2 separate regions of the Mus musculus genome follow, and region 1 is linked to region 2. The links are chromatin contacts, called in public HiChIP or PLAC-seq maps. All regions are on one chromosome and are shown on one strand. Each heading gives the region's core, a stretch centred on a gene start, on an enhancer-like site or on the middle of the called end of the contact. The rest is flanking DNA. Distances are from core to core; before and after follow the strand shown.

Evidence for each region. HiChIP or PLAC-seq counts read pairs in DNA pulled down with a chosen protein or histone mark.
Region 1: a contact with region 2 is called in an H3K27ac HiChIP or PLAC-seq map of embryonic stem cells, with 5 read pairs. The contact joins the enhancer-like site here to the promoter of Tex52 in region 2. A contact is called at or near these places in 3 of 39 promoter capture datasets (the 3T3-L1 cell line, frontonasal cranial neural crest and macrophages), 9 of 484 Hi-C or Micro-C datasets (LSK cells, the P5424 cell line, embryonic fibroblasts and 3 more), 9 of 115 datasets of contacts at active chromatin or transcription factors (the 230-238 cell line, the HPC-7 cell line, the SCID.adh cell line and 4 more) and 3 of 9 other capture datasets (adipose tissue, liver and pancreatic islet).

Annotation. Positions count from the first base shown.
Region 1 is chr6:128,333,288-128,338,568 of GRCm38.p6, reverse strand. Tulp3 (tubby-like protein 3) reads left to right here. Exons shown (of 11, transcript NM_011657.2): 2 at 784-835; 3 at 3,972-4,131; 4 at 4,560-4,736. Among named protein-coding and RNA genes, the nearest start is that of Tulp3, 20 kb to the left of the region's middle. Within about 2 kb of position 3,673, at least 67 of the 459 cell types and tissues checked have an H3K27ac peak or open chromatin away from gene starts, as enhancers often do. A contact at or near this core is called in the P5424 cell line, embryonic stem cells and primordial germ cells, where this site is marked.
Region 2 is chr6:128,372,153-128,377,068 of GRCm38.p6, reverse strand. It overlaps Tex52 (testis expressed 52), which reads right to left and starts at 1,559. Exons shown (of 3, transcript NM_027697.1): 1 at 1,470-1,559. The coding sequence starts at 1,550. Foxm1 (forkhead box M1) reads right to left here. Exons shown (of 8, transcript NM_008021.4): 7 at 4,466-4,535; 8 at 1,183-4,292. The coding sequence ends at 3,103.

The DNA of each region.
Region 1 (5,281 bases), core at 2,424-4,923, 41 kb after region 2:
AGTGGGCTGCAGCTGGGGGAAGGGGCTGCTATTCTAAGTGCTCCTTGGTTTTCCTGTTCCTTTGTTTTGTTTGGGATTGAACCTATAGCCTTAAGTATGAAGCATTCTACAGCTGAGCTATACCAGTAGCCAATTTTGTTTTGTCTTTGAGACAGAGTCTTACTATGTAATCCTGGCTGTCCTGGAACTCACTCTGTAGACTAGGCTGGCCTCAGACTCAGAGATCTGCCTGTCCAGTGCTGGGATTATAGGCATGAGCTACCACCTCCTGGCCATTTGTGAGGGTTGCTTTAAGGAATCATAGAAACAAGATGCACATACAACACTTAGGCCAGGTTGTCTTGGGACATTCTGAGTACTTGATATATAGTTTAAAACAAAAAGAAAGAGCCAGATGGGGCTCAATGCACAGGCTTAGCAGGCTTAAGGCCCTGTACCATCCCCAGCACAAAACAAAGCAGGGGGGAGGGAAGAAGAGAGAAGGCAGAGAGAAGAAGAAAAATGTCTCTAGCATGGGCTTGTGTTAGCATCTTTTTCTTAGCTTTTGTGGGCACTGATTTCCTCTGGGCCCCTAGAGGCTGTGTGGTAGTGGGTGGGCCTGTGTGGTAGTAGGTATGCCCTTTTGTGAAAGTAGGCAATACCTGGGAATGGACACTTTCTCTAAAGGAGAATTGATTGGTTGCAATTAGCCCATGGTAACGTATACATGGAAAAAAATGAAATAATAGGCTTTCAGAGTGATTTTGTCTTTATGTGCTTTCTTTCTTGTTGTTTTTGAAACAGTGCCTTTGACGATGAGACCCTGAGGCTTCGGCAGCTGAAGCTGGACAATCAGGTGAGCAGGGGCTCCTGGAGGACTGCCCAGGCTGGTGCTGAAGTCCCGTCAGGGTCTCACAGCAGGACTAGAAGGGCAGGGTCACTAATGGTTACTCATTAATACTGTGTGAACTTAGGAGTCGCTGGGCCAACACTTGAAGACGGTAGCAATACACGGTTTTATTAATAATCAGCGAAGAGCCCCTAGCTCCTATAAGGCTTAGAAGAATGTTGTAGCTGGGCATGGTAGCACTAACTGGGAATCCCAGCCCCAGAGAGGCTGAGACAGCTCCCTGGGAGTTCACTGCCACTCTGAGCAAAGAGGATAAAAGAATTATTTACTTTAGTTAGCCCATATAAAAGACACAAAAAAACCTCTGATGTTTATTTGCAAGCTAGATTGGGCAGGTTCTATGTTCCTTGTTCCCTGCTGTTTGAGTCTCGCCTGGGCTGCTTTTGCTCCATCAGCCTGTCCTCCGGGGGCATTTCTCCTGGCCACGAGCTCATAATCTATCCAGTCTCATGGCAGCCTCCGCCTCCTCTCTCCAGCTTCTCCCCTCCCCAACTCCTGTGGTCTCTCTCCAGACCCCTCACTCAGGTCTCAGGTTCTGCCAGTCTCTCTGTTCTGCCCAATCACAGGCTCTAGCCCTTTATTAACCAATAGCCTTAAAGTGGGGAGTAAGGCTTACACAACAAAAGCCAATTGGTATAATGGAGGATGGACGCTCTTGCCTGGATAGCAACCAGAATTGGGTTTTAGAATTTAGCACTTGTATACATAGCCATAGTCCAACCCCCAACAACGTAGGGAAACCATATCTCAGTAACCCAAGATAATAATGATAATAAATAAGGAAGTAAAAGTTGCATTGGCCTATCTCTTGTTGCTATAACAAAATACGTGAGATTGGGTGCATTGTTTTAAAAAAGAGACTTGCTTAGCTCACAGTTTTAGACACTAAAGTGCAAGATTTAACAGCTTCATCTGTTTGGTGTTTGGTGAGGGTCCCTGTAGGAAGTGCACTACAGTCTTGCTTAAAGGTCCATCTTAAAGAAAGGCATTTTCTCAGCTGAGACTCCCTCTTCCCAGATGACTCTGGCTTAGATCAAACTGACATAGAAGTAGCCAGCGCAGCCCCCTAAGTTACATCCCAGTGTGGCAGAGAAGCAACAGGGGAAACAGCTCAGTTTCTCGGAGCGGGGGATTGGATGGCAGTTCCTGGCTGGCCTCGAACTACAGAGATCAGCCTGCCTCTGTGTCCCCAGTGCTGGGATTAAAGGCGGGCGTGCGCCACCACTGCCCAGCTACTTAGTTATTTTTGACGTGGGAACGGGTTGGAGTTTTGAGACAGGGTCTCACCCTAGCCCAGGCTGACTCCAGCCTCCCCAGTGCTGAGATTACAGGCGTGTTCCACCTTGCCCAGCTGCGTTTGTTTCCTTTACTGGACTAATTATTGAATAAGAACCAAGGGCAGGTTATAAGAGGCACATTCATCTTTGATTGACACATAATAATTGTACATATTTATGGGGCACGGTCACATCTCATACCAGGCTTATGTGGATGTGTGTTTGTTCCTGTGTGAGAAAATCATAGGGCAACCTGTGGGTCTCAGTCCTCAGCTGTCCAGCCAGCTTGAGACAGAGCCGTGGGTGGCATGAGCCACCTAGCCATTGAGGTTAGCTGGCTGGAGCTTCTGCAGACTCCCCCGTCCCTGTCTCCCGTCTCCCCAGATGGACACCCGAAGATTATAGCCACTCGAGCTACTGCATTTGATCTCATGTTTCCAAGTGTAGGAGGAGGCGTCTAATCTTCAAGCTCTTAGTGTTGGCTCCTAGCATCTCAGTGGGTGTGAAATGCAGCCCAGTTCCCATCTCCCTAATGACTTAACAGTCCTAAAGTGTTTCTAACTTAAACTAACCAGGGTCTCACTGTACAGCCCTGACGTCTGGAATTCCAGTTCCAGATCTGACTCCCTCCTCTGAACTCTGTGGGCACCAGGCATGCACTGTAGCACGTGCATACATCCTTTCAGGCAAAACATTTATGCGCAGAGTAAATATAACTTAAAAAAAAATAGTACATGTGCCAGCCCTTTCCTTTCCATTGTACTGGAACCTTCTCCTGACCCTTCATGCTTTTCTGCCTGACTTTCTTGCTTTCTTTATCTTGCTACTGGTTTGGTTTGGTTTGGTTTGCTTTGGTTTGGTTTGCTTTGGTTTGGTTTGGTTTGGTTTGGAGGGACTTAACTTTACCTTGTTACCCAGTCTGGACATGAACTCCTGGGATCAAGATATCTTCCTGTGCTGGGCTCGGGTGGCGCAAGCCTTTAATCCCAGCACTTAGGAGGCAGAGGCAGATATCCTCCTGCTTCAGCCTCCAAAGTAGCTGAGACTAAATGAGCGACCCCCAAACTCATTGGTAACCACGGCTTTGAACACAAAGGGTGTGTAGGTTAGTTGTTGACACAAGCTGGACTCAACTTGAGAGGGAACCTCATTGAGAAACTGCTCCCGTCAGATTGGACCGTAGGCAAGCCTGGGGGTGGGATTTTTCTTGATTGATGATTAATATGAAAAGATGCAGCCCACTATGGGTGGTGCTATGCCTGGGATGGTTAGCCTGAGGTAAATAAGAGAAAACTGAGCCAGCCACAAGGAGCAAGCCAGTAAGCAAGCAGCCTTCCTCCAAGGCCTCTACTCTAGCTCTTGCCCCCAGTTTCCTGTCCAGACTTGAGTGGAAGTGGAAGCTAAGCCTCTCTTCTCTAAGTTACTTTTGGTTCTGTTGTTTAGCACTGCAGCAGTAACTAGAACACAAAGCAAATGCCCTGCCCCACCCCCTGCCTCTTCATCTTGCTTTTACCCACAGACTCTTTGTTCTCTGCTCAGAATGTCCCAGGTGCCTTTTCTTTCTTCCCACTTCAGTCAAGGTCATTTGATTTTGAATTTTTGTAACCGAACAAGAATGCAAAACTGAGGTTGGCCTTAGGGGGAGGGGGTGCATCCCTATAATCCCAGGATTTGGGGGGTCTGGGCAGGATTACTAGTTGTAAGTCAGTCTGGAATCCATAGGAACGTTCCGTCTCAGAAAAAAAATAGTCTAAGCTATTCCAAGAGGGTAGGCCCTGTGTTGTAATGCCGCATTATCTCTCTAGAGGGCACTGCTGGAGAAGAAGCAGAGAAAGAAGCGCCTTGAGCCACTCATGGTACAGCCAAACCCAGAAGCCAGGCTGCGAAGGTTAAAGCCACGAGGCAGTGAGGAGCACACGCCTCTGGTGGACCCTCAGATGCCTCGCAGCGACGTCATCCTACACGGTGTGTATTTAGACAGTGCCACCTCTGACTTAAGTACAGTTTTCACAGACCCGAGATAAGGCCGGGGGCGGGGGGGGGGGGGATGCTGAGGCGCTTTCTGGGTCTTTGTGAGAAAAAAAAAAAAAAAACGTGGAAGATGCCTCCAAATTTAAGTCCACCCTAGAACTACTGATTCTGATGCAAAATGAATTGTACTTTCTGAAATGAATGACTAAACCTCAAAATTCTCCAAATGAATGAACATTGTCTGGCACTGAGCCACTCCCCCAACCTCCTGGTCTCAGTCCTAGGTTCTGAACAAAGCTTGAGTTAGCCAAGTTCGTTAATAGAATCGGTCCCAGGCCTGGGTAGCCATAGGAGCACATCCCCGCAACCGGCCAGCTCAGTTCTGGTTAACTCTCACCCTTTCTCCTCCTCTGGACTCCTAGGCATCGACGGTCCAGCTGCTTTCCTTAAGCCAGAGGCTCAGGATTTGGAAAGCAAGCCTCAGGTTCTCTCTGTGGGCTCCCCTGCCCCAGAAGAAGGCACGGAAGGGAGTGCAGATGGGGAAAGCCCCGAGGAGACAGCCCCCAAGCCAGACCTTCAGGAGATTCTCCAAAAACACGGTGAGGATGGTGCAGAGCTTAAGACGGGGTATCCATCCTCCTTTCTCTCACTGGCTTGTATTCTAAGTGGCCCAGGCTTGTTTGGGGTTTCAACATCTTCGACATTGAAGGGGGAATGCTTAGCAACAGTTGTTGTTTATGCTGTTGTCTGAGAAAGCAGGTAGTGGACTACAGCCTAGTGGTTATTGTATATGATTTTTCCTTCTGAAAATTATCCACTGCCTACTCCCGCCTGTTACTCAGATGGTTTTCTGGAGGAGGCATAAACAAGATGAACACCTTCTAAGGTGCCAGTGACAAACTGAGGGCCAGCTCCACCAAAGGTCACTCTGTGGAAATAATGTTTATTTACAGAGCATGGGGGGAGGGGCTACTCAGGAATGGGAGCTCTTCGCCCAACAGACCTCAGCTGAAAAGCCTCACCCAGCAGATGTGAGGACTTCCCTTGGTGTCACAGATGGAGCCTTGCCCTCCAGCGTCCCCAAGGCTTGCAATTACAACAGGTGGTAGACAGAGACTAGCTACTCAGCTGAGGGTCTTGGGAC
Region 2 (4,916 bases), core at 310-2,809:
CTTCCTGTCTCTTTCCACACTCTTCTTCCATGTGCTGCCTCACAGGTCTAGAGCAGCAGGGCCAAATGACCACACACAGGAGCCCAGGTGACCCTGTCTTCTTTTGAGTTACCACGAGTATCTTGTCACAGCAGTAGAAAACTGACAAGTCCCTATGTCACATGTGGAAAGACTCTGCTGCAGTAAGGAATTCACACAAGGTCTCAACTGAGTAGAGTTCGGGTTTAAGCTGTGTTCAAACTCAGTGTACTTAGCTATATGAAACACGGCGAAGAGCTTGTTCATAGTCAGCCCAGGACAGAAATGTCCCTCCCTCTCAGCCTCTCTAGGGCGTTCCTCACTCCAATACCCCCACCAGTTTCTTCGGTACCATCCCCAAGTCTTACTTCTTAAAATCAGAAACCCTAGTGCGTGTGTAAACACACACATGTCATAGCATGCATGTGGAGGCCCGAGGACAGCTTGTAGGAGCCTGTTCTTCCACCGTGTGCATTCTAGAGCTGGAACTCAGGCTGTCAGGTGCAGCAACTGATCTCAGCACCCGAGTCGGCTCAGTGGCCGCCTGCATGTTTGTTCTCTCTCTCCTTCCTCCCGGTTTTGTGAGGCGAGGTCTCACATGTACCCCTGTGGAGCAGGCTGGAGAATGCTAAAATGAAAGGCATGCCACGCTGGACCGAATTCCCTAAGTCTTCTACAAGAGGAGAGGTCTGTGAGCTAACACAAACATGCCTAGTCTATCCCAGGCATGACAGTAAGTGCTTGTAACTCCAGTTAGGAGGCAGCACTCCACAGGGTTGGCAATAACCTGGTCCAGCTGTGCATTTCAACCAGCGCTATATAGGGAGGCTCTGTCTCAAAATTAAACAAACAAAACCAAAACTGGTCATACTGGCACAGATTTATACTGCCAGCCCTTGAGAAGGTTGAGACAGAGATACTGCAGGCTGATAGTATCAAGCTAGCCCGAGCTACATAACAAGACTGCCTCAACAAAACGAAAAGCCCTAAAATCTGAAAATGTATCACAAATGCTAAAAAAATATCCACCCACCCACCCTGGGCAAAGGCATGGCGTCTCAAAGTGGAAAATTCCACATTTGACCTTTGTGATGAGCCTCAGTCAAATCATAGACATCCTAAAAATGCTGCATGCATTAAATCACCTCCAGGCTGTGTACGAGGTACATATGAAACAAAGGAATTTTATATTAAGTTTGGGGTCCTTGCCCAACATAGTTTGACATACATACACATACTCCAAAATCCAAAAGTAAATCCCAAAGCTAAGCACATTTCTGATCCCAAGTCCTTTAGATAAGGCCTCTTCAACCTGTTGCCCAGGCTTCTCCTTTCTGTTCTGAGCTCCAACTTAGGGTACCACAGGATGAAAGCAGAAACTGGCTTATGTACCAGAGACTACTGCTCAGGACAACCTGAAAGGCTGGCTGCGTTGTTGGGCCCCACTCTACCTTCAGGAAAGGCTCCCTGGTACGAGATACTTGGCTCAGGCTTGACTTTTGGAGGGATGTTTTCTTCGGGATGTTGGCCATTCTTCCTCTGAGCCACAGAGCCAGGAGAGGCGGCTTTGGAGGAAAGCCCTTTCTGGTACCATTGTTTGCTGCTAGGGTTGCTATGGTGATGCTTCCTGACTGGTGCTGCTGGGAGGAGGCCCTTGCCTGTCCTGGGAGGCTCCTCAGTCCCTGATGCTTTTCGCTGTCAGTTCTGGTTACAAACTTGGTAACAGGAGCTGCTGAGCGAGAGCCTTGCCTGGGAAGGCTCAGGAGCAGGAAGGGGGCTGGCTCCTGGGCTTGGAGCTGGGATAGAGGTGGTAATGAGACACCTACAACAGTTTCGGCTTTCAGGCCTGAATACTGAATGGAATGGGAGGGAATTGGAGGACTATAACTGCTGTTGTTACCAAGGGATCAACAAGGACCTAAGTCAGAGTCTGGTCCCATGGAACAAGGTCTGGGGTGGCAAGGAAGAGGTGGGCAGGGCAGGGAACAGTGGGAACTGGACTCTGTTGGCAGGATCTCATGTAGCATAGAGGGCTGATCCTCCAGCCTCTACCTCTCAAAGGCTGAGATTATAGATATGAATCATCGCAACAGACAAAGCTGGCAACCTCAGAGTCCAAGAAGGGTGCGGGAGAGAGCATCTGTGGAAGGCCCATGCAGCAGGGGCAGGCCTTGCCCATCACCCCCAGGCTCCACCTCTCGCTCAATTCCAAGACCAGTGCCACGGGCTTTATTTAGTAGGTAGTTACAGTAGTGTTGTTCTGTAGCTTGTAGAGTGGGGTCTAGGGTGGTTTTTTGCAAAGCTCAGGAGCAAGCTAAGGAAGCCAGGCAAGTGAGGGGTCACTTTCTCCTTCTCAGGCCTCAGCCTGAGATCTCAGTGGTAGACTCCCTGGCATGATTGGGAACACTATCAGAGAAACACCTAATAGGACTCCTGTGAGTACCCATGCTTTTGCTTCAGGCACACCCATCTCCCTACACCCGAATCCAATAGGCTTTCACAGCAGGATTTCTTCATGCAGTACCACTGACTTGGAGACTTGGGGAGCTGCGAGGAAAGGGCAGTAAGCAGGATCCTGGCACGGCAACCTGTATCTCTAGAAGCCTATAGCAGAACCCACAGTGTGGAGAGACTGCACTGCAGGTCCTTCCCCCAGAGGCCACAAGCAGAAGCAAAGTGCAACCCCGTCCCTCTCCCCATCCTGGCCATCTCTGGATAATGAGCTAAGGAAATACGCTTACATTTATAGTTACAGGACAACTTGGGGAGCTGACACCATTTATAAGGGTTACCCTGCCAGGAGCACCGAGTGACTAATGGGCACTTCCTGGTCCTCATGGCTCGTCACACCCACTTCACTTGCCAGCAGGGAGTGGAGGACTCGGACTCTGGGGGATCCTACTGCTTGCATAGGTCCTGGTGTGGCTTAGATGCGGCTATCATCTTGACATAATTAGGTCAAAGGGCACAGCTCAGCCCTTGCCTGCTAGCTTCCCTCAGACGGCTTGGGGTACCCTGAGCCACACAAGTGCCAGGATAGCAGGCGGCTTGAGTGGCAGGGGCAAGGCCTTGCCTCTATCGCAGCTAAGGGATGAACTGAGACCAGTTGATGTTGTCAGGGCCCAGAGGGTCCTCCTCCAGGCCAGGGAAACTGATGTCTAGAAGGATCTTGCTGAGGCTATCATTCATTGTGTCCAGGACAAGGCCTTCTGTGAGAGAACGGTTGGCTGAAAGGCTGGGAATCTGCAGCTCGGGGGAGCCAGGCTTGGGGCCTTCCACATGTGGTGGTGGAGGGCTGCCGAAGGGGTCAGAGGCCAGGTCAAAGGGCTCTGAGTTGAGGAGCTCCCGGGGCGAGTCAAAGAGAGGACCACTTTTCAAAGGGGTGGTATTCAGCTCCATCAACCCCAGTGAGTCAGGCAGAAGGCCAAAGGCACCCTGGGGGGTTCGTACTGGGCTGAAATCTAACCCCCCAACTTTGGCTGGAGGTGTGAGCCTCCAGGACTCAGGGTCTCTAGAGAGCACAGACTTGCTAGGAGTGGAGGAGACAGGCAATGTCTCCTTGATGGGGGTCTTGAAAGGTCCTCCCTCTTCCTGAGGGCAGCTGAGGTGGGGTGCAGGCTCGGAAGACTCCGCCAGGAGCTCCACGGCTGGCCGAAATGTGCTGGAGTCCTCTGAGAAGAACAGGTCAGGCTCATCCAGACAGGGGGGCTGAAGGTGCTGTTTCCTCCGGGATCGGCTCACCTCCCTTTTCTCTCTTCGCTTAGTCACCAGCATTTCTGAGACACAGCGCGTTGGGGACTTGAGCCCACAGTAGGACTTCTTGGGCTTTGGGGTAGGAGAGCAGGAAGAATCTTCCCAGGAGTTGGATAGCTCCTCTTTGAGCGATGCACACGGAGAGGGCCACTCTTCCAAGGGAGGGCTCTCCACTTTGATAGGCCTCTCTAAGTGTGCTATGTCCTCCTCAGGCTGCATTTCTTCTTCCTTAATGGACTGAATAGGAAGTAAAGGCAACAGCCCTTCCCCTCCAAGCAGGGGTTTCTCCTCCTTCGGTGGTTCTGTGGCAGGAAGCGGGGCTATTCCTTCACTGGATAGCAACACCTTGGGTGCAATGCGGACTCGCTTGCTATGACGGGCGAGCTCTGAGCTCATAAGCGATGCTGCCAGAGGCAAGGGAACCTTCACTGAGGGCTGTAACACCAGGGACTGGTTCACTGGGAACTGGATGGGCACCAGGTATGAGCTAACCCGAGGGAGCAGAGGCTTCATCTTTCGCCCTAGGAGGAAGCAGGAGAGATCAGAGGTAGGCAATGCTAGGGGTCTACTACTTCCCACTCCAGGGGCACTGCTCAACTGTGAACTCAAACTCCCTCTGAGTTAGAGACATAACCTGAAGATAGGCCCCAGAACCAGGATTGGACGGGTCTGAGACCCGCCCCCCCATACTCACGTGCGCCCAGTGGGATTTCAGTTTTGATGGTCACATTTCTATGGAGCTCAGGATTGGGTCGTTTCTGCTGCTGCTTATTGGGAGAGAAAGAAACCTGGACTAGTAAGGTAAGGGGAGAGGTATAACCCCACCAGCCTGAGCTGGTGCAGAAACTTTCCTGGCCTAAAAACCCAGAAAGAAAAGCTGGTTTGAATGAAGGATGCAGGTAGCACAATCTATGAAGCCATGCTGAGGGGAAGGTGGACAACAGACAAATGGGGGAGGGCAGGACAATGTACGCCTGTCCCGTGGTACTCACCACCCCCAGGAAAATGCGGTTAACTATCTGAGAGACAGAGACAAGCCGCGCTGAGAGAACAGGCTGCTGCTACTGCCTGCAGGGCCCATGCCACGCACCTGTCCTTGCGATGGCAGACCTTGCACTGCCCACTTTGCTCTGCTCGGCACACCT